7 separate regions of the Mus musculus genome follow, and regions 1, 2, 4, 5, 6 and 7 are each linked to region 3. Evidence: chromatin contacts called from public HiCAR-type, HiChIP or PLAC-seq and promoter capture Hi-C data. All regions are on one chromosome and are shown on one strand. Each heading gives the region's core, a stretch centred on a gene start, on an enhancer-like site or on the middle of the called end of the contact. The rest is flanking DNA. Distances are from core to core; before and after follow the strand shown. Region 1 holds the start of Ccdc157 (coiled-coil domain containing 157). Region 2 holds the start of Sec14l2 (SEC14-like lipid binding 2). Region 3 holds the start of Purb (purine rich element binding protein B). Region 4 has its middle 7.4 kb from the start of Tns3. Region 5 overlaps Tns3 (tensin 3). Region 6 holds the start of Mtfp1 (mitochondrial fission process 1). Region 7 holds the start of Tbc1d10a (TBC1 domain family, member 10a).

The links. Promoter capture Hi-C pulls out the DNA fragments that hold promoters and counts their contacts. HiCAR-type assays count read pairs that join an accessible place to other places. HiChIP or PLAC-seq counts read pairs in DNA pulled down with a chosen protein or histone mark.
Region 1: a contact with region 3 is called in a promoter capture Hi-C map of pre-B cells, with 6 times the contacts expected there. The contact joins the promoter of Ccdc157 here to the promoter of Purb in region 3. A contact is called at or near these places in 2 of 39 promoter capture datasets (hippocampal neurons and pre-B cells).
Region 2: a contact with region 3 is called in a HiCAR-type map of astrocytes, with 9 times the contacts expected there. The contact joins the promoter of Sec14l2 here to the promoter of Purb in region 3. A contact is called at or near these places in 2 of 39 promoter capture datasets (erythroid cells and liver) and 1 of 115 datasets of contacts at active chromatin or transcription factors (astrocytes).
Region 4: an H3K27ac HiChIP or PLAC-seq map of embryonic stem cells shows a contact between it and region 3, with 5 times the contacts expected there. The contact joins the enhancer-like site here to the promoter of Purb in region 3. A contact is called at or near these places in 5 of 39 promoter capture datasets (the 3T3-L1 cell line, 3T3-L1-derived adipocytes, cranial neural crest and 2 more) and 3 of 115 datasets of contacts at active chromatin or transcription factors (embryonic stem cells and stem cell-derived neural progenitor cells).
Region 5: a promoter capture Hi-C map of the C10 cell line shows a contact between it and region 3, with 7 times the contacts expected there. The contact joins the enhancer-like site here to the promoter of Purb in region 3. A contact is called at or near these places in 5 of 39 promoter capture datasets (the 3T3-L1 cell line, the C10 cell line, cranial neural crest and 2 more), 2 of 115 datasets of contacts at active chromatin or transcription factors (embryonic stem cells and large pre-B cells) and 1 of 9 other capture datasets (embryonic stem cells).
Region 6: a contact with region 3 is called in a promoter capture Hi-C map of the HPC-7 cell line. The contact joins the promoter of Mtfp1 here to the promoter of Purb in region 3. A contact is called at or near these places in 1 of 39 promoter capture datasets (the HPC-7 cell line) and 1 of 115 datasets of contacts at active chromatin or transcription factors (embryonic stem cells).
Region 7: a promoter capture Hi-C map of pre-B cells shows a contact between it and region 3, with 3 times the contacts expected there. The contact joins the promoter of Tbc1d10a here to the promoter of Purb in region 3. A contact is called at or near these places in 5 of 39 promoter capture datasets (the C10 cell line, cranial neural crest, embryonic stem cells and 2 more), 1 of 484 Hi-C or Micro-C datasets (B cells) and 1 of 115 datasets of contacts at active chromatin or transcription factors (astrocytes).

Annotation. Positions count from the first base shown.
Region 1 is chr11:4,158,962-4,161,667 of GRCm38.p6, reverse strand. Ccdc157 (coiled-coil domain containing 157) reads left to right here and starts at 1,375. Exons shown (of 12, transcript NM_001164620.1): 1 at 1,375-1,509. It overlaps Sf3a1 (splicing factor 3a, subunit 1), which reads right to left and starts at 1,314. Exons shown (of 16, transcript NM_026175.5): 1 at 1,118-1,314; 2 at 501-622. The coding sequence starts at 1,180.
Region 2 is chr11:4,117,476-4,120,337 of GRCm38.p6, reverse strand. It overlaps Sec14l2 (SEC14-like lipid binding 2), which reads left to right and starts at 1,609. Exons shown (of 12, transcript NM_144520.2): 1 at 1,609-1,713. The coding sequence starts at 1,660. It overlaps Gm51934 (a long non-coding RNA gene), which reads right to left and starts at 1,989. Exons shown (of 3, transcript XR_003949841.1): 1 at 1,378-1,989.
Region 3 is chr11:6,474,577-6,477,558 of GRCm38.p6, reverse strand. Purb (purine rich element binding protein B) reads left to right here and starts at 1,483. Exons shown (of 1, transcript NM_011221.3): 1 at 1,483-2,982. The coding sequence starts at 1,673. The coding sequence ends at 2,647.
Region 4 is chr11:8,670,597-8,673,296 of GRCm38.p6, reverse strand. No RefSeq gene overlaps it. Among named protein-coding and RNA genes, the nearest start is that of Tns3, 7.4 kb to the right of the region's middle. Within about 2 kb of position 1,371, at least 7 of the 459 cell types and tissues checked have an H3K27ac peak or open chromatin away from gene starts, as enhancers often do. A contact at or near this core is called in embryonic stem cells, where this site is marked.
Region 5 is chr11:8,600,447-8,603,264 of GRCm38.p6, reverse strand. Tns3 (tensin 3) reads left to right here. Exons shown (of 31, transcript NM_001083587.1): 3 at 2,673-2,710. Among named protein-coding and RNA genes, the nearest start is that of Tns3, 63 kb to the left of the region's middle. Within about 2 kb of position 1,559, at least 64 of the 459 cell types and tissues checked have an H3K27ac peak or open chromatin away from gene starts, as enhancers often do.
Region 6 is chr11:4,094,150-4,097,098 of GRCm38.p6, reverse strand. It overlaps Mtfp1 (mitochondrial fission process 1), which reads left to right and starts at 1,668. Exons shown (of 4, transcript NM_026443.4): 1 at 1,668-1,883; 2 at 2,583-2,710. The coding sequence starts at 1,817. It overlaps Gm51935 (a long non-coding RNA gene), which reads right to left. Exons shown (of 3, transcript XR_003949843.1): 3 at 2,357-2,445. It overlaps Sec14l2 (SEC14-like lipid binding 2), which reads left to right. Exons shown (of 12, transcript NM_144520.2): 12 at 1-60.
Region 7 is chr11:4,185,526-4,188,411 of GRCm38.p6, reverse strand. It overlaps Tbc1d10a (TBC1 domain family, member 10a), which reads right to left and starts at 1,579. Exons shown (of 9, transcript NM_134023.1): 1 at 1,313-1,579. The coding sequence starts at 1,521.

The DNA.
Region 1 (2,706 bases), core at 126-2,625, 2.3 Mb after region 3:
CGTTGGAAGTCAAGTGGCCCTTAGAAGATTCCATCCAAGGGTGCAGAAGTATGTGGGATGAGGAGGTTGAGGAATCCTGACCAATGTTCACCTTGCCTGGAAACTAGCTAACATGCTGAACAGCTTGCTCTGGATTCAGCTGAGGCTCTGGGAAAGTCGTCCTTTCACAATGAGAATAATCAACTCTTCTTTTTCTTTCTTCAGGTTAACACAGCATATGCACATCAGCAGCCACAAAGAAGCTACCAGGAATTTCCACAGACTTGTTTTGGAAGCAGAAACTCCTAGTGACTACACAGCTAGGCATGGCTTTCACTGCGATTACTGTTGTGGTATGTCAACCATACCAGTCCTATCTATCACCTACCTCATTGCTCTCCTGTGGTTTTGGAAGAAGTAAGGAGTCTAAGCCAGAGCCTCTAGAACTCCCCATGATGCCCCTGTGCTGCTTTAAAAGACCTTTATACTACAAGTTCCCTCTGTGCAGAAGCAGCTGTTACCTGGCCACAAAACTGGCAGTCTTGTCGACGATGTTCCTGACCTCCGGGGGAGGGTAAATAATGCCGACCACTGGCTTGGAAGGGGTGGGATCCTCCTTTGACGATGCTTCTTCTTCAATTGGCTGTGAAAACAGAGAAAAGGTAGTAAGGGCTTCAAGTCCCCGGCTCGGATTAGGCTATCATAAACGCTCCATGATACTGACAGGAACGTCTGTCCTGTAGACTGCAGACTCTCTTGGGTTAGCATCCGAGGACGCAGTTAAAAACAAAACAGGGCAAGTTTCCTTAGCCATACTGTATTTACGCAGCCATTCCTAATCTAGGGGAAAGAATGATTTGCTTAGCTCTCCTCTTTTTGAATGGAGGCTTCGTGGTTCACATAAGACCCCAGAGGAAGCCGGGGGTGCAGGTCCGCATGCTGGTTTTGAAAAGTCCGGTTCTAGGGATATCTTTTTCGAGACCAGAAGGCAACTCAGCGCGCTGACTCCTGGGACTTGCAGTCCCTCCATGTCCTTCGGGGTGGCCTGAGCTTCCAGCAGCAGTGCCACAGCGCCCGCGCGGAGGGGAGGAACGAGGCCTCCAGCAGGCCTGCAGGCAGGGAGCGCGGGGCACGATACCTGTTTGGACTCAGTGGCTACTGGCGGCGGCGGGGGTACCGCCTGCACGGGTCCGGCCTGCATGACTGCGACGCTCAGGGCTGCCAGTCCACCTCGGTGGCGACAACCGGTGCGACGACAAGATTAAAGATCACCACACGAAGTATCCAACTCAATGACAAGATGGCGGCGACCCAGAGAGAGAAGCCGCGGGAGCACTTCCGGTCCCGCCCTCTCGCCGTTTCGCACTTCCAGCCCCGCCCCGCCTGCTCCGTGGCGCGGTACGCCGTTGCCAAGGCAGCGGCCTGGGCTCCCAACTTAGAGTTGCGAGGCATTCTCGGAGCCTCAGACGCTCTGGAGGAAGTTCTGTGAGCCAGACAGACACAGAGCTGAGGCTGCGACGCCGGAGACAGGTAAGCCATTCCACATCCTCTGACTCTGAACTTCCCTCCTGACTCTGGCCGGTTCCTCGCCCCCTCAGCGCCCCACCCCTCGCCCCTGTTTCTTTCCTGTTTGGCCTGGCATTTTGAAGATGCCATAGAGTCCCACTTACTACACCTTTAGCCCCATTTTTTGGTTCAGCACCACCTCCTCTGCATCCCTCCTTACAGAGTCCAGGACATGGTGCTAACACCTTTAATTCCAGGAGACAAAAAACGAAGCAGATCTGAGTTCAAGGCCAGCCTGGGACAGAGCAAGTTCTAGATGAAGAAAAGCATAATTCAGGCGTAGTGGTACATATCTTTAATCCCAAGAGACAAAGCCATGCAGATCTCTGAGTTCAAAGTCAATTTCCTGAGCAAGTTTCAGGATAGCCAAGCTTAGGCAGTGAGGGAGTTGAAAAACAGAAAGCTGGTAAGATAATAAAGGGGATCAGGTTCCAGCCACAGGAAGCAGAATTTGGCTGTGTGGCTCTGGCTTTAGAGTCTAGAGTAGAAGGGATTGCTGGGACAGTTGATGCTGGTTAGCTGGAGCTAAGAAATTAGTGATTAAGACGAGACCAGCATCACTGAGGTGAAATCTTCTGGGAAGTGTTTTCTGAGAGCACAAAGAAGCTGTGTTCCAGAGATAGCCATGGTTGTTGCTGCAGCTGTACTTGGCAGTGTGTAAGAGTTACCCAGGCAGTATTAGTTTGAAGGCATGAAGGTGTCATGAAGAGCAGCTGAGGCTTGGCACCGTGAGAGGCCAGGGAAGGCCATTGGTGAAGGTGCAGTTACAGTTACAGTTGATGGCCCAGGACTGAAGGGGTCATGCAAAGGAGTTGAGGCTTGCCCCATGAAGAGAGCCTATGAGAGGCTCTTGGTGAAGCCTAGTTGCAGTGGTAGACCCCAGTGTATTGGAGATGCCAGTACGATAAGATGATAACCAGGAACAGCAGCAGCAGTTGGCTGGAGTCAAGCAGAGCCTAGAGTGCTTCAGAGGGCAGAGCTGGAGAAGTGATGCCAGCCCTTTAGAGGATCCCCAAAAGATCATGTGTGGATCCCAGACATTGGAATAAAAGTTAGATTAAGAAGCTGTAAAGTTGAAGTTGCCTTGGAGACCCCAAGATGTTAGAGATGCCAGAGTCATGAGATACCTGCCAAGGAAAACTGCTAGCAGGGAGTGGGACC
Region 2 (2,862 bases), core at 360-2,859, 2.4 Mb after region 3:
AATGTTCCTAAGGAAGGTCGCACCAAGGTTTTAGGCACCACGTGTCCTGCCCCACCCTGGTCACTCTGCTGCCTCCACATCTCTGACTGTAGCTACACTTTGCACCTGCCACCAGAACTTAGCTCAGGCTACTGTGCCGAAAGAAGTTGAGGATTGTCTTCTTCTTGGCCATCTGCCTTGCTCTTGTGTTCTCTTTAGTAAGTTTGGGACCAAAAGGTGGTGTCTAAATATTCCTGGGTTCCAGAACAATGCCTCCTGCTTGGCATACAGTAGGAAGACAAAATGGCCCTGGCCCTGTGACCAGGTATCACCATGGAAGTAAGATCAAAGTGGCGAGGGCTCTAGCAGGAGAAGGCTATGAACTCTATTGTGTGAGCCAGAAGTAGTAACTGGGGGGCGGGAGGCAGTCTGATGGTATAGGCTGGACAAGAGGCTGCTAGGCTACAGCTGTCAGAGTCCACCCACTCACTAGTCAAACTTGTCACTAGCGGGGAGTCCGCAGGCTCTTGGCCAGAGCTGGGAAGCAGATAAGCACAGCAGGGCTGCTGTGGGCTCTGGCTTCCAGTGTGGTTTCCTCTCTGTCTAGCCTACGGCCAAGATCTGGCTAGGCAGCCAGCAATGGACAGCAAGGAGGTGGCCACAAGAAGTCAAACCTGAGAATTGTGTACATTAACTTCCATTAGCCTCCTGCCCATGATCACCCTCGGTTAGAGAAGAAGCAACAGTGCAGTGAGGCAAAGGACCCCGTAGACACCCGTGGGACACGGGCCCTCAAACCTGAGCCTCCTCACTTCCACAGAGGAAGCAGAGCATGCCAACTGAGATGTGAGAGCTTCAGGTGTGGCTCCCAGAGAGCAGGGAAGATCAGACGCAGAGACCTGGGTCTTAGTGGGGAGGCTGGTCTTCCTTTCTCTTCAGCTAGATGCCATGGTCTTTACCATGCCTGCTCTGCAGGTAGAGGGAAAAGGCTGTCCACTCCATTTGGTTTATTTGTTTGTATTCTGGGCTTGCCTCAAGCCCAATAAATAAGCTAAGGGTGATCAGAACTTCTGCTTCTCCAATGCTGGGATCTCAGGTATGTGTTGGAATGTGCCACTATGACCATGCAGTGCTGGGAATCCGACTTAAGGTCGTGCGCGTAACTCAGTGGCAAGCCTTCTGCCACTGAGTTACATCGGCAACCCTGGGGGTCAACTCTCACTCCCAAGCAGAGCTGGTAGTAGTGACCATAAGCAGATGGCAGAGTGAACACCACAGTTCCTACAGGCAGAAAGACGCTTAAGGGGCATCCCTTTTCAGTGGGCACCAGAGAGCTGTCAACATTTTGGGGTAAGGAAAGCTATGAGAGCAGCCCGGTCCAGCCTTGTGGAGTCGCACCTTAGAAGACGTCGTTTGCTAGAGCTTTCCAGCTTCCTCTTGGTTAGGATGAGGATCCAGACCCAAGTAGCTCCTCAGGTGTATGAGCAAGCATTCTGGCTCCAATCCAGGGCCTCTGCGCGTCTCGCCCCGCCCCTCGGGCTCCTTTAAGAGGCGGGTCTTGGCCGCCAGCCCCGGGGCCTCGGCCAAAGACTGGGACTTTACTCCAGCGGCTGCGGCGGCGGCAAACGAGTCGGAGCTCCATCAGCTGCCGCAGGCACCGCGCCCCAAGGCTGAGCCACGATGAGCGGCAGAGTCGGTGACCTGAGCCCCAAACAGGAGGAGGCACTGGCCAAGGTGAGCTTGCTCTTGGTCTGTCTGTGGCCCTCGCTCCTGGCTGAAAAGCGGCTGTAAGGGACTGTCCTCGCGGGCGGGCGACTGATCGCCCCCGCTTGGCTAGTGCCCAGCGGACCGCTTCTCCTTCAGGGTGAGGACCTCGGGAAGTTTGGTCATCGCGATCTTCAGCATGAGCAGCCCCAGAGGTGCCCCCTTGGGAAGAAGTGGTTGCTTGGAAGCCTTGGGAGGCAGCTGAGGGCACAAAGGCAACATTCATCCTCCGGGCTGGCAGGGACTGGTAGCAGGGCCGTGGGACAGGGGCAGGGCCCCAGGTTTCCTCCCATTTCCGGGAGGTTTTTCTCTTTTGGGGCAGTGGCATATGGAAGGGTCCCTGACAGTTCCTTGGCAAACTCCCCCTAGCTCTTTCAAGGCACTAAGTCACTGTGCGACCTTGGGCCAAACCCTGTCCTGTGTGCTGTGCTCTTCGATGAAATTAGAGGAGTTGTCTGTCGGGCACCTCTTGTGTGTGAAGTCTAAGATGTCCGGGATTCACTAGGTTGGAATCCTTTCGGAGAGAAGAGCTCTCCCCACCCTGGCAACCCAGACCCTTGCCTGAACTTAGTGATGCCACTCAAAAGGAAAGGACCTGACCAGGCTTTGCCTTGGCACCTGGGCAGACAGGGACTTATCTACTCCATTCAAGTTCGGGAGCTGGCACTTCTGGCCAAAAGACTTTATCTCCTCAGTTGCACGGGATCAGAATTGATGGGGTCCAGCCCCAGTGTTCCCAGTTGTGCAGTTTCTTATTTATTCCAGAGTGTGGCAGCAGATGTGGCTGCTGTGTGTGACTTTTTTCCCATGCCAGGTTTGCTGCTGACGTGCAGGCTAAGTCTGTTGGGCATAGGTTTGGTGGGGATTAAGCCAGGGGCTAGGTGAGGTCCTTGGTGAAGGGTGGCCTTCTGCTTGTTGTTTAGATGACCATTGTCCTAACTCTGGGAGCTGCTTTTGGGGGATGGGAGGGTCTGATTAGACCTAGCTGACCTAAGGCAAAGGGCAGAGGTGGCCAGTCCTCATTGGTCCTCTCTGGAGGTGTCCTACAGGTCAGTAACCAGATAAAGGTCTCTGCTGTTGTAGGAGGCTTGGGGCTGCCTGTTTACTACTGGGTAGTGA
Region 3 (2,982 bases), core at 234-2,733:
ACATATGTTCCTCTGCCCAAAATAACCTACCCTATCTCCACCTGTTAACATCTATCCTCCAAGGATTACCCAATACATAGTACTGGGACAATGGGTTAGTCATTTGAAGGAAATTCCTTAGATTCTTTACTTCATCCCAGACATCATGATATATTTCAGATAAACATAGTCCTATACTTAAAAATCAAACCATAAAACCACTCAAAAATATGTCCTTACTAAAAAATTACAAGAGAAGACTCTAGGCTTAGATGCAAATGAAATTTCAGCGGAAACAAAATAACAAAGCTGGCCCATCAGGCAGAATACAGGCTAGAGGGGCGGTTAACTGCTCATCACACAAGCATTAAGACACAAGCTTGAAAACCTAGCAGCTGCATAAAAGAGCAGGGTGCAGCAGGGGGTGGGGGTGGGGGATCCCTAGGGCTCACTGACAGCCAGTTTAGATCAATTCAGTGAGCTCTAAGTTCAGCCAGAGACCCACTCACAAAAAATACGGTGGAGAGTAACACAAACACTCTATTTCCGGCCTCCACATACACGTACATGTATAGCCACACAGAAACAAATTTAAAACACTTTAGGGCTGGAGAGATGGCTCAGTGGGTAAGAGCACCCGACTGAAGGTCCAGAGTTCAAATCCCAGCAACCACATGGTGGCTCACAACCATCCGTAACAAGATCTGACTCCCTCTTCTGGTGTGTCTGAAGACAGCTTCAGTGTACTTACATATAATAATAAATAAATCTTTAAAAAAAAAAAAACAACACTTTAGAGGAACCTGGTTAACGAATATTAAACTGATGCAAGAACTCAAGTTTAAGCCAATATAGCTTAGTGAGATCCTATCATTAAAAACACCCAATTGTAAAAAAAAAAAAAACCCAAAAGTTATTTGTGTGAACTCCATTCAGGGAGTTTATAAAATAAGATGGTATTCTGGTTTCTTTGTTTTAGAAACACGGGCTTATTTACTGAAGGATTGCTAGATCCAATCGTTAGGAGTCCGACTTAATCAGTGTACTCGTCCCTGAGGATTAATAATCTAGTAGCATTAGTGAGAAGTAGGATCTCACTGGAGAAAACAGGTTACTGGGGTATGCTCTGGAAAGATCCCTAGCCCCTGGCCCTTTCCTGTCTCTCTGCTTTCCCAGGCGCCAGGAGGTGATTGGCTCCACTGTTGAATAATTCATGTGCTTCTCGGCAAAACGTTCTGCCTTCCCACAGCCCCAAAGCAACAGAGTCATCTAGTCACACACTAAACCCTCTGAAACCGGGAGCGTCAGTAAAGCATCAAGAAAGAGGACCCCAAAACCAGCGGACAGAAACATAGGCTCGCCCGGGGTAGCCGCAGAACGCCTTGCCGGCGCGGCCAGCGACGTCACCTCTGCGCCCCGCCGGCGTGGTGTGTGTGGGTCTTCCGGCCGGGAGGCGGCGGCGGGCGGGGCGGAGTGACGTCACGGGAGGCGCGCGCCGGAAGCGGGCCGTGCCGCACGGAAGCCGCGGGGGCGGGGCGCGGAGGCGATGGGGGGCGGCGGCGACCGGCGATGAGCGGCGGGCGCGCGTGAGGAGCCGGCGGGCGAGGCTGGGGGGCCCCGGAGCGCGAGCCGCAGGGCGGAGGGCGGGGGCGCGAGCGCAGCGGGCGGCGGCGGCGAGGCGGCGGCCGAGAAGATGGCGGACGGCGACAGCGGCAGCGAGCGCGGCGGTGGCGGCGGCGGCGGCGGCGGGCCCGGCGGCTTCCAGCCCGCGCCCCGCGGCGGCGGCGGCGGCGGTGGCGGGCCGGGCGGCGAGCAGGAGACGCAGGAGCTGGCCTCGAAGCGGCTGGACATCCAGAACAAGCGCTTCTACCTGGACGTGAAGCAGAACGCCAAGGGCCGCTTCCTCAAGATCGCCGAGGTGGGCGCGGGCGGCTCCAAGAGCCGCCTCACGCTGTCGATGGCGGTGGCCGCCGAGTTCCGCGACTCGCTGGGCGACTTCATCGAGCACTACGCGCAGCTGGGTCCCAGCAGCCCCGAGCAGCTGGCGGCGGGCGCCGAGGAGGGCGGCGGGCCGCGCCGCGCGCTCAAGAGCGAGTTCCTGGTGCGCGAGAACCGCAAGTACTACCTGGACCTCAAGGAGAACCAGCGCGGCCGCTTCCTGCGCATCCGCCAGACGGTGAACCGCGGCGGCGGCGGCTTCGGCGGGGGGCCCGGGCCCGGCGGCCTGCAGAGCGGCCAGACCATCGCGCTGCCCGCGCAGGGCCTCATCGAGTTCCGCGACGCGCTCGCCAAGCTCATCGACGACTACGGGGGCGACGAGGACGAGCTGGCCGGCGGCCCGGGAGGCGGCGCCGGCGGCCCCGGGGGCGGCCTGTACGGAGAGCTCCCGGAGGGCACCTCCATCACCGTGGACTCGAAGCGCTTCTTCTTCGACGTCGGCTGCAACAAGTACGGGGTGTTCCTGCGAGTGAGCGAGGTGAAGCCGTCCTACCGCAATGCCATCACCGTGCCCTTCAAGGCCTGGGGCAAGTTTGGAGGCGCCTTCTGTCGGTATGCAGATGAAATGAAAGAGATCCAGGAGCGACAGAGGGATAAGCTTTACGAGCGACGCGGCGGGGGCAGCGGTGGCGGCGACGAGTCGGAGGGTGAGGAAGTGGATGAGGATTGAAGCAGGCAGCTTCCCGTACCGGCCTCCCCCAACCCCACCACCATCCCCTTGGCTAGAGAGCGCCCTTTCCTTCTCGTCCCCAGTGAGCTAGTGGAGAGGGATCAGGGGAGGCCGCAGACGAAGAAAACAAAAAAAAAAATAAAATAATATAGTTAAGAGAAATAACCATAAGAAAACAGTCACAGACAATTAGAGAAAAGCAGTTAAGTTCCAAGGAACTGCCAGCAACCTGCAAAGAGGAGCAGCATCTCCTCACCTGCGCAAGAGTCTCAGCTTCTGTTGTTTAAAACCGAGGTTCGGAAATTCATCAGGAAAACACTGGAAGGGATAGATAG
Region 4 (2,700 bases), core at 122-2,621, 2.2 Mb before region 3:
CCACCCCCCCCCCCTCCAGGTGTTCCTGGCCAGCCTCTCCTCTCTCTCTCCTTCTCTGTCCCCTTTCTTCCTCTGTCTCTACTCCCTTCTCAACTTCCCTTCCCCTGCTCCTGCCCTCAAAATTATTTTTTTTCCCCTCACCTCTAGGGGATGTTAACATTGTGTCATTTTTGGTATTGTGGTATAGCCCCTTTATCATTTTTTGGGTTTCTAATAACACTCTTAGATTATAACAAAGGAGCCCATGGGCAGTCTTTCTCTGCTGAAGGTCTATTGGGGCAAATACTGCTTAAATGGTATGAATGAGACTAGGGACACCCACAGTAAATCTCTGACTAGACACTGGACCTTCAGGATGTAGCTAGAACTTGGACAAAAGCCTAGTGTGATGAAGGACTTGACTGTACCTGGAGAAAGATCCAGGGGGCTTGCAAGATGGCTCAGTGGTTAAGAGTGCCGACTGCTCTTCCGAAGGTCCCGAGTTCAAATCCCAGCAACCACATGGTGGCTCACAACCATCCGTAATGAAATCTGATGCCCTCTTCTGGAGTATCTGAGGACAGCTACAGTGTACTTACATATAATAAATAAGTAAATCTTTAAAAAAAAAAAAAAGATCCAGGAGCCAGGTCTCTTAGGTCACCTGCTCTACTACACCAATTTTCTCACGTATGATTAAGACCTATGGAGCCTTGGGGAAGTGGTTTCTGAATTCCTAAAATAGTGTGGAGGGAGAGATCAGAAAGAGATTAAAACCTGGTCCAGCAAGTGTCCACAGAACAGAAAAGGCACATTCTATTCTACCCAAACTATATGTAGAACAGCACAAATGGTATGGCCAATCAAAATCAGCTCCATTCCAGTGTGACAGCTTCCTCCATCTGTGTGGCAGGAGCGACATGATGAGAACTGTAAGGCAGCTCAGCCTTACCAAACAAGAGCTCCTCCAAAGCAGAGAAGCCCTCACAGCCCATCACCATATGCTGGCTCTCCTTCTATGACTCTCATGCCCTCTGCTCTTTGTGCGCTGCGCCAAACCAGCCTTTTTCTTCTCTTCTCTAAAGGGTAGAATCTTTCACCAAACCACCCAACCCTCACTGCACATAAAACTGAATAGTCAGCCAAAGTAATACAAGACCCCCAAAATTGGAATGAGAAACTGCCATTCCTGAATGGGAAGAGAGAGAGCAAAGGAAAGGAGATGACTGCTTCCAGGTGTGGTGGAAGAGAACGTTTATGATAGACACCTGGGAGAGCATAGCCAGAGGCAGACACACCTGGGAGAGTCTGGAGCGGTCATGACCTTGAACAGCATAGGGAGACAGTGGAGGGAAGAGAGGAGAAAAAAAGCGGGGTGGGTAACCAAAATGTCTGGATTATATAGGGAGGAGCCTCTGGGGGAAGGGCAGCCTGGCCTCTGGGATGGAGAGTTCAGGGAAGGGGGTTGGGTGTGTCAGCCACACCCTGTAAAAAGTAGGGATTGAGGGATGCTGGGAGAACCTGGAGGCGGGGTCTAATTTGATATGTTAAATAGGCACCTTAGCCATTGTTCCATACCTACAGGTCCCTCCCTCTATCTGGTTCTGTGAATTGAATTATGGTTTGTGTAGCATTCACCAGAGCTTAAGTGGCAGAATATGGAGTCTCCACTTGACACAAATCCTGAAGCCTGCAGCAGGCAAGGAGGGAAAGTTTTGTTTTAATTATTAAGATTTTCCAGTAGATTGAATCAAATAACTAATTCTGAAAGAGGTCAGTGGCATCGGGCAAAGCATCCAAAGATGTAGGGTGTGTGTGTGTGTGTGTGTGTGTGTGTGTGTGTGTGTGTGTGTGTGTGTGTGAGATCTGCTATGTTTCAGTTCTTGGGAGGCATGGGCAGGGCTGAGTTTAGACTGATGTAAATGGAGACAGGCATGTGTTAGGTGCCTTTTTGACTAGTTTGGGGCTTTGGGTTGGGTGGGGAAGGTGGGTTTAGAGATGGCTGCTGGAACTTCTGTGTTTTATCATACAGAACTCTGAAAAATTGGAAAATGGAAGGAAAAACAGTAATGTGGATGGTCATTTATTCGCTTATTGTGTAATTTCTAAGAAATGTAATTTCTAAGAAAACATAAGTTAAAAATAGTTATGCCAACAGCTGCAGCCCACCACCCTCAACCTCCCAGTCTATGCCAGGGAACTTGAGGGCCTGAGCAGACAGAGCAAGGGTGTGTGTGTGCACTTGGGATTGGGGTGTGAAATATGGAGTGGGGTGTGGTGGGGAGTGGGTTTCAGAGTTCCTAGGCTAACTATGGAAAGCCAACAGATGGCTTAGAGGGTAGAGAGGTACCTGGAGGCCTGAGTTGAACCCAGAACCAACATGAAGCTGGAAGGAGAGAGCCAACTCCACGATTTTGACCTCGGATCCTCATTCATAGGCCATGACCTTCATGCTCACACAATAAAATAATTTGTTAAGTTGGCAACAGTCGTGTGGGGGTGCGATAACCTGCTTGATTCTGATGGTGAAAATGGAATGCATACTCTGAGTCTGTCATGGAGGACCTGGGCTTTCTTACGTGCTGTTTAACACTTCTGGCAGTGGGCTCCAGATGCCACTGAGGCAGAGATGAGACAGGGGAGGCAGGTGAGTATATCAGGAGAGTGAGTGTGGTTTGAGGAGACTGGTGCTTTCTTGGTTCAGACAACCCTGGATAGTTA
Region 5 (2,818 bases), core at 310-2,809, 2.1 Mb before region 3:
GGCAACCATAGGATGATCAGAACGGGCCAGGCTGGGGAGGGCAGGGTGTAGCTAGTGTAAGGGTCATTAGGGAGCTGTCAGCATGGTCCACTGAGGACCTAGGGTGTATCCTCAAGAGGCGGAGCTTTCCCTGTGGGTGATGGGACACTGCGTCATTTTCCATGGTGGTCGTAGGCAGTAAGCACATGACGGCAGAAACCTGGACTAGGGACAGAGATGCTGGATGTCACTGCGCTGTGAGCATGGCCGTTAGTTCCTTGGTGCAACTGTAAGCCTCTGCTCTTTCTCACTGCTACTTGGATTGCGAATGTGAGGCTTAGGGGGCCAAGCAGTTCCTACTCAGCCTCTCCTTAGAGGCTGCCCATCATCTGAAGGCCTGGCTGAGGTTGGAGTCTGCTGTCACTGAGACATCATGCCCATGGAGTTGGCAGACTGAGCTGAGTGTTGGCTGGTGGCTTCCATTTCTTTCCAGATTGGCAGCTCTGCAGGGTTGCTGAAGTAGCCCTGTAAAGTGGCAGAAGGCATCATATTCTTTGCCCCCAGAAACCACACAGTATCCTCTCTAACATGCAGACAGCAGTGATTCATTGTACATGGGGATAGTTATTAAGGCCACCATGAAGCTATCTGATGTGTCTGAAGTGCTGTCTCTTCCTAATTTTGTATTTTCTGCTGTTTCTCCTTTCCTCTGCTTGGGCTGGCTTCTGTATGGTTGTTTGTTTGTTTTTTTTAAAGATTATTTATTTTTATGTGCATTGGTATGTAGCCTACATGTCTTGTATATCTGTGTGAGGGTGCCAGATCCCCTAAAACTGTGAGTTAGAGACAGTTGTGAACTGCCACGTGGGTGCGGGGACTTGAACCCTGGTCCATTTGAAGATCAGCAGCTAGTGCTCTTTCCTACTGAGCCATTTCTTCAGCTCCATGTCTGGGTTTTTCACCTCTCTCGGAAGCTCTGTTCTTATCTAGTGAAAATCATTCTTGTCTTAGAAACCCTTGGTCACCATTATGTGTTGTGCTGATTAGAGGAAGAAGAATAAATATTTGTGGTATGTATTTTAGCAAGTCTTAAAAGCTTGGACAGACAGTTGAAAACAAGATCACCCACAGATAAAAACTCAAATAGGTTTTTAACTCCTGGGGTTCACAAACTCCTAGGCTCTGGGAAAATTTATCTGTTTAAGCCTTGCTTAAACTTTTTGGTCAAGTATTATCCAGAAGGCAGAGTGGCCCAACAGAGTGGAAACTTTGCTGAGCTCCTGAGCTCACAGCACCAAGCTGCAATTTGTTTGGTCCCTGTCTCTGACCTCTGAGGCCTTGTTGTCTGGGCTCTGCACACTTATGTCCTGGTCATCACTTTGTAGTTTGAAAGCAGGGGCCCATGAAGGATTCCATTTGACATTGATAGTTCTGTGAGGGGGAACAGAGGTTCAGAGATCCTAGAATTTGCCTTGGGGAGCTGGGCTGGAGGGGCAGAGCCCAGACAGGAAGTCTCAGGCAGGTGCCTTGGGGAAGGCATTGAAGCCTCCGTGGTGCAAAGCACCCAAGGGACCTTGTGGTGGTCTGATATGCAGTTGCTTCATTTCCCATTGTCTTCATGCTGCCCTTTCTGCCACGTATGGCCTTGTCACTACACTGTGCCACGCTGCTGCTACTGGCCCTATTCCTTGAGGCCAGCTGCGGCCTGCCTCCGGGCCAGAGGGGAGAGCCTGTGAAATCCACATTGGTTCCAGCACCCCGTCTGCATTGTTGGGGCCTCCCATGACACAGGACCCGCACTGCTCACATAATGGCCTCTGTTGAAGGACTCTTCTGTAGGAATTTAGACATGAATTTATTCTGACAGTGTCTGCTTGGGTCTCCCGGAAGTGGAAATCTGCAGAGACCAAATGAACTCATGACTTTCCTTCTTCTAGGAGGGCTCTGATGAAAGGCCTGGGGCTTTGTTCCTCCCCACCTCTCCCCCCCCCTCCTTTACCTTTCCCCTCCTTCTCCCCCTGTCTTTGCCCTCCCCCTCCTTCCCCTCCCCCTTCCCCTCCCCCTCCTTCCCCCTCCCCCCTCTCCCTTCCCCTCCTCCCCCTCCTCTTTCCCCAGGGATCAGTTTTAACTCTAGGCCAATGTGAAGGGCTTCTGCTTTCCAGGTCCTGCCTTTCTTCTTTGTGTCTCCAACTTGGTTGATTAAGTCTTTTAAAAAATACCGGTCTATTTATGAGAAATAAGTAGACTCCTGATAAATTTCTACCCGGACTGTCTGAGCTTTTGTTGTTGTGGTTTTCCTCCTCTTTCTCCTCCTCCTCCCCCTTCCTGCTCCTCCTCCCCCTCCTCTTCTTCCTCCTCCCCTTCCTCCTCTTCCTCCTTCTCCTTCCCTCCTCCTCCCTCTCCTCCTTCTCCCCATCTCCTGTTCCTCTTCCCCCCTCCTTCTTTTCCTCCCCCCCCTGTTTCTCCCTGTTCTGGGAATTGAATCATCTAAATCCTGATACACGCTGAGCACACATGTAACCACACAGCTATGCCTTGGTTCTCAGTTGTCACTTTGTCTCAGTGTGCCTTCTCTGTGCACAGCCACTTCTTGTCAGGGAGAATGCTGTTGGAGCCTTCCCCTCTCAAGGATGGAGACCTGGCAAATGTCACCTGAGATTGCATGACTAACAGACATCCTTTCTTTCTTTCAGCCTGCAAGTATTCCTACCACAAGAGATGTGAAGCCCAGGTAAGCATTCTGCAGTTTCCCATGGGACTTCTTTGAGCTGGACTTCACTGACTGATGTTCAGAGGGGGAGGGGAGCCTCTGGCCCGAAGCCTCCGAAAAGAAGGCCCT
Region 6 (2,949 bases), core at 419-2,918, 2.4 Mb after region 3:
GGTTTACAATGCTGTTAGGTACATTAACCAATGAATAAAGTGATCAATTTTCAAAGCAAAGAGCAGAATTCATTGCCCATCGCCGGCTTCCTAGCGGTCTCTTACATTAGACCCCAAATTTTCAGATGCCAAGTAGCAGGCTAAAATTACACACACACACACACATGTTCTGTTCCTTTCCCCTCTACTCTCACGACACTCGGACACAGGCACGCACAGAGAGACAGTAACGTCCCTTTCCTCTCCTCTCGCGACAACGTTCTCCGAAGTCCTAACAAGTTGCCTTCCGATTGGTTCAGCCGGTGAGCGTCGTCCGCCATCTTTGTTCAAGGCATTCGGATGCTCCCGAGAGCCTTCACGGTGAGGGCGGAGGCCCCGCCCCATTCGGTGGTTCCAGACGGGTTGGGCGGTTCTCCCGCGGTGACCGGCGCAGCGGGTACTAAATGGGAGGGAGGCCGAGGGTTAGCGTCACGTGGCTTTAGGGACCGTCTCCTAATTCCGCTCCAGCACTCTACCTTCCCACCCGCGCCGGGCTCAGTCCCCGGTGACCCACAAGTTTCAAGAAGACACGGGCTGAAAACACTGGCTTCCGAAGGGAGTCGGTATACACCTTTCGGATCTAAAAAAGCTAAAAGAACTGTGCAAAGCTAGATAAGACCCTGTTCTTACCTAGCTGGATATTTTTTGTACTGTGTAGCCTCCAACCAGGCCTGAAACTCCCTGTGTAGACAGGGCTGGTCTCGAACGCACATAATACTACCTGTTTCTGCCTCCTACATTCTGAGATGAAAGCATGCAACACCATGCCTGGCTTATAAGAGATTTAAGGCCATATTTATTTGAATTTATCTGTGTGTCTCATGTGTGAATGTATAGGTGTGTGTGTTTGGGGGAGGTGGGTGCTGCCTGTGGAAACCAGAAGTGTCAGATTCCCCCGAGATGGAGTTACAGATGGCTGTGAGACACCCGTGTAGATGCTGGGACTGGAACTCCGGCCCTCTGGAAGAGCTGTAAGCGCTCTTAACCACTGAGCCATCTCTCCATTCTCACCCATTTTGCTTTACAGACGTGGTCGTTGGGACCGGGGTGGGGAGTGGGGGGAGGGGCGGTGTGTGTGTGTGTGTGTGTGTAAGTGGCTTACATCTACTAGGCGGCCCAAGTAGGATTTGTCTCTAGGGGCCATAGCATTGCCCCTCTGAAATCCCAGAGGATTCAGAGTGCTTTTGCCCCTTGTAATAACTCCCTAGCTCCCTTTTCCATTTTAACAGTTGCATGAGTCAGGAGAGTGGCTGTCCTCTTTGTGTCTCTATTTCCCTACTGTAAAGTAGGACCCTACGCTAGTGCCAGAGCTTAAGGAAGCAAACTTGAGTCTACTGGACACATGATGACTGTTATAATTAATTAGTCCTTGCGACTGTCTAAGGCAGTGAATGTTGGCACGCCTCCCATTTACACACGAACCGCGGCTCAGAGAAATACACCTTTCCTAGAAGCCGCACACCTAAGAAGATTCCATTCTCCGATTGGAACTCTGACCTATTTAACTCCAAAAACTAGTCATGTCTGGGAGAGTTTTGCATTAACTGCTCAGAGAAAACAAGACCATCTGTCTGCAAAACCCAAGCCTAGGAGAGGGGCTTGGATGTTGTATAAGGCAATTTTCAGACACTCCCTGCAGTGGCGTTAGCGATAGCGGGACCCGTCCTTCAGCCTCGGACTACTGGCGGGTTCTTGCCTGGTGTTAGCCAAGTGCTAGTGGAGACACAGTTGTGGTGAGACTCTAATCTGCAGCGACTCCAACCTTGCCGGGGAAGTCATGTCGGAGCAGCAGCGGCAGGGCGCCGAGCGCGACCTCTACCGGGACACGTGGGTGCGCTACCTGGGTGAGCGTGGGAGTGACAGACGCAGCGACCCCACCACTCCGGAGGGGCTGGGGGCGGGGGGGGGGGGGAAGCAATGGACCGGGTTGCCGATCTGGAGTCTGAAAAGGGGCTTAGTTCTTATTCGGCTTGGCCTGGAGACAGGGCTCAGGAGAAGGCTAGGGACTTGTCCAAGGTCACACAACCCTGTTGGTTCAGATCTGTCCACGGGGCTCTTCTGGAGGCACAAACCGAGTGTGTGGGTTGCCCTCTGCCATGACCGTGCACTAGCCATGGCGTCAGAGGATCTGGACTCCTAGCAAGTCTGCCTTTCCCAGGCTCTTCCTAAGCTTCAGTTTTCTCTTCTGTAAAAAGGGCTGAATGCGAGGCACTCCTGTCGGGTGCTGACTGTAAGAGCGGGCTGAGGTAAGGCCTTAAAAGACCTGGCACTTGATACTGGTCAGTGGAGCCCACCCTCAGTGATTCGGTGGCCTCCGGTCGCCTCCCTGGTGCAGATCCCCAGAACCACGGCTGGGGACTTTGATCAGTGAGCCATGAACTTCATTGTCGGTGTCAGTCCGCGGGCCTAGAAACCAAAAGGTAAAGTTACTTGACTGAGGTCACCTGCCGCACTGTAGTTTAAGAGGTTAGGGTTAGAAGCAGCTTTCTGTGTAGCGCCCCCTTGTGGAAAGGGCCAGAGAGTTAAATGCCTTTTCCCTCCAGGCTACGCCAATGAGGTGGGGGAGGCTTTCCGCTCGCTGGTTCCTGCAGCTGTGGTGTGGTTGAGCTATGGTGTGTCCAGCTCCTATGTCCTGGCCGATGCCATAGACAAAGGCAAGAAGGCAGGAGAGGTGAGTGTTAATTAACCCTTTCCAACCCATCCTAGTGTGGGTGGTATGCAGTCTTGCAGTGGGGACAGCCCTATCCCCGTTAGCGTCTCATAGTGCAGTCCATAAGCTAATCTTGTTTGTAGGATTGTTCATCCCCACCCGACCAAACCATTTGGGTAGGAGGTGACAGTTGGTACCTCTCCTGGATGTGGGCAAATCACCCCCAACCCTGAATGTAGTACAGCCCAGTCCTCCACCCA
Region 7 (2,886 bases), core at 330-2,829, 2.3 Mb after region 3:
AAGAAAGGTTGGAAGAGACAGATCCAGTGGGTGGGAGGAAACATAGGTCAGAGGCCTGGATTTAAAATTTTCTCCTTCTAAGGAGGAGGAGGCCTCGTGAATAAGAGACTCTTGGGGAGGGAGGGTGATATGGTGGAAGTGACATTTATATGGGACAGCTTCATGGAGTGGGTTCTTAAGATAATCAAGCACTTCTGTAAGTCCCAAGAACAGCTGGGGACATCCTGGGCAGTCACAATCAGTCAGAGGAGAGGGAGAATATATACTGGCGTAGGGCTTCCATGGTGCCTGTGAGGCTCTATAAACTGGGAGGTACACTATGACAGGGAGGCTTGTCAGTTCTGGGTATGGCGCTAGTCTCCTATCACAAGACAAGTGGAATGAAAGCAGGATCTAGAGGCCATCTTCCTGAAGAGACCACCAGATCGCATCCGCAGTCTCTGGGAGGGCGGGCTTCTAGGGGTTCTGCTGTGTACAAATCTGTAGCCCAACATGCTCAGCTTGGAGGGAAGGTGTTACTCCTGCCTCAGCTTTCTCTAATGGAAAGCTGGGTACCTGGTAGCTCAAGGGTGGGGTGCTGTCTCCCTCCTTCTCCAGTCCTAGATCTGGATTTGGGAAGGAAGGACATAAACACGGCAGCCTGGGAGTCTACTGGCTGGCTCCCCTGTGATGAAGCTGACAGGGGAGTCCTAGAGTTGAGGTGCCCTATAACTACTGGGAAGGAGTGTCGGCCCACCTGTTGCCTGTGACAATGGACAAAGCTGCCTTTTGGCAGAGGGTGTGTAATGAGGAGAGACCTTTCCATGATGAAAAGAAACTGGGAGTCAAGATGGGACCCTCTGGGAGGGGGCTGGCCAGTGTCAATCCTTCTGAGATATGTGTCTGGAGGTAAGGGTTAGCGCGACCTGGAATAGCTCGGAGTCCTGAAGTCTTAAGATTTCCTGGGGTGCCGATACTGAGGTGGCGAGACAAGGATTCTGTGGGGTAGGGGGAGATGGAGAATAGCTGTGGGCAAAGTATGGGGCAGCCATCTGTGCGCGTGTCAGGGGGTGGCAAAGCTTTAAGGCCAGAGTAACCTGCGAGATTATGAGCTGGAGATGGGAAACCCCCATCGGGGATACTCTCCTTGGAGGGTATGGATCAGTCGGTTTGGGGAAGACCAGGAGGAAGGGAATGGCCTTTCTGTTCGTAGGTAGAAAGTAGGCTGCCGCTTGCGGCGTATCTGTGGGGTTGGGACAGTGGAGACACGTTGGTGGGTCAGGCCCACGCCTGTGCTGGTCCCGCGCCCGGCCCAGACCCCAGAGCTACTCACGCGCCCTCGGCGCCCTGCGAACCCACGATGAATCCGAACTTGTCGATGCGGCGCTCGGCGAAGCCGTTGGCCTCCGAGTCGGAGCCGAGCGAGCTCAGCTCGTCGGCGGTGGCGGCGTCGGGGCCCTGGGCCAGGCTTTCCCGGGTCCCAGACAGGCTCCCGCCTGCTGCGGGCTCGCGCGGCCCATTCTCTCTGCTGCTTTTCGCCATATCGGCCGCGCCCGCCACCAGAGCGCCAGCGGCCACCTCAGCCGCCTGAGCCGCCCGGCCTCCGCCGACGCTGCCGACGCCCCTCCCACGCACTGTGCCCATTGGCTGCCACAAAGCTGGGGGCGGATACCCAGGGAGCTCCCACCACGCGCCCAATGGGTGCCGAGGGTCCCGAGCCTCGCCCCTCCTCCAGCCTGGCGCCAAGTGGACCGACGTGAGGGGGCGGGACAACCGTCACCAAGGGCCCGCCTTCCCTGGCTGCCAATCACAAAAACTCACCTGGACTAGCTCGTCTGGCTTTTCCGGGTTGGCCCGGAGCTGGTGTGTCACCTGCTGCTGCTCTCTGGCAGAAGGTCTAGGGCTTCCCTAGAGGTCCTAAGGTCTCTGCCTCCATGGGAAACAGGGTCGTGGGTAGCGCTACTTCGCCAGGTCATTTTCAAGAACAGTGATGAGACGCAAGTGGGCTTAGGGATCTGAACCACCTGGCTGTTCTGCTTAGGGGGATGCAAATTAGCTCGTGGGAGACCCTATAAGAATAATACAGAACAGCCGGGCAAGATGGCTCACGCCTTTAATTTAATCTCAGCACTTGGGAGGCAGAGGCAGGCGAATTTCTGAGTTCGAGGCCAGCCTGGTCTGCAGAGTTAGTTCCAGGACAGCCAGGGCTACACAGAGAAACACTGTCTCGAAAAACCAAAACCCAAAACCAAATTATATATATATATATATATATATATATATATATATACACATACACACACACACACACACACACACACACACACATATATATATATCAGACCTAAGCTCTACCTTTTTCTTCCCAACACCTTTCTGGTGAGGGTTGATTTGTATTGTTTTTCTTTGAGATAGGGTCTCCAAAGTGGCTTTGACTTTACTATGTAGTCTAGGGCCCTCCCTGTCTCCCAAGTGCTGGGATTACAGATGTGGGCTATCCTGCCTGACTCCCCAATAGTTTTATTGAAATATGGTTAGCATACCACCACTTCCATCTATTTAAGGTATATACATACTTCCTATATTTAAATTCCATCACCCCACCGACACACCTACACATGCACAAATACATAAAAATTAAAGATAAATTAGGCATGATAACAGATGCCTGTACTCTGTAGGCTAAAACAGTTTACAAGTTCCGGACAGACTGACTGGGCTACAAATAAAAATCCTATCTCAAAAAAAAAAAAAAAAAAAAAAGTACAAAGCTGGGCGTGGTGGTTTTTATCCCAGCACTCGGGAGGCAGAGGCAGGCAGATTTCTGAGTTTGAGGCCAGCCTGGTCTACAAAGTGAGTTCCAGGGCAGCCAGGACTACACAGAGAAACCCTGTCTCGAAAAAAAAA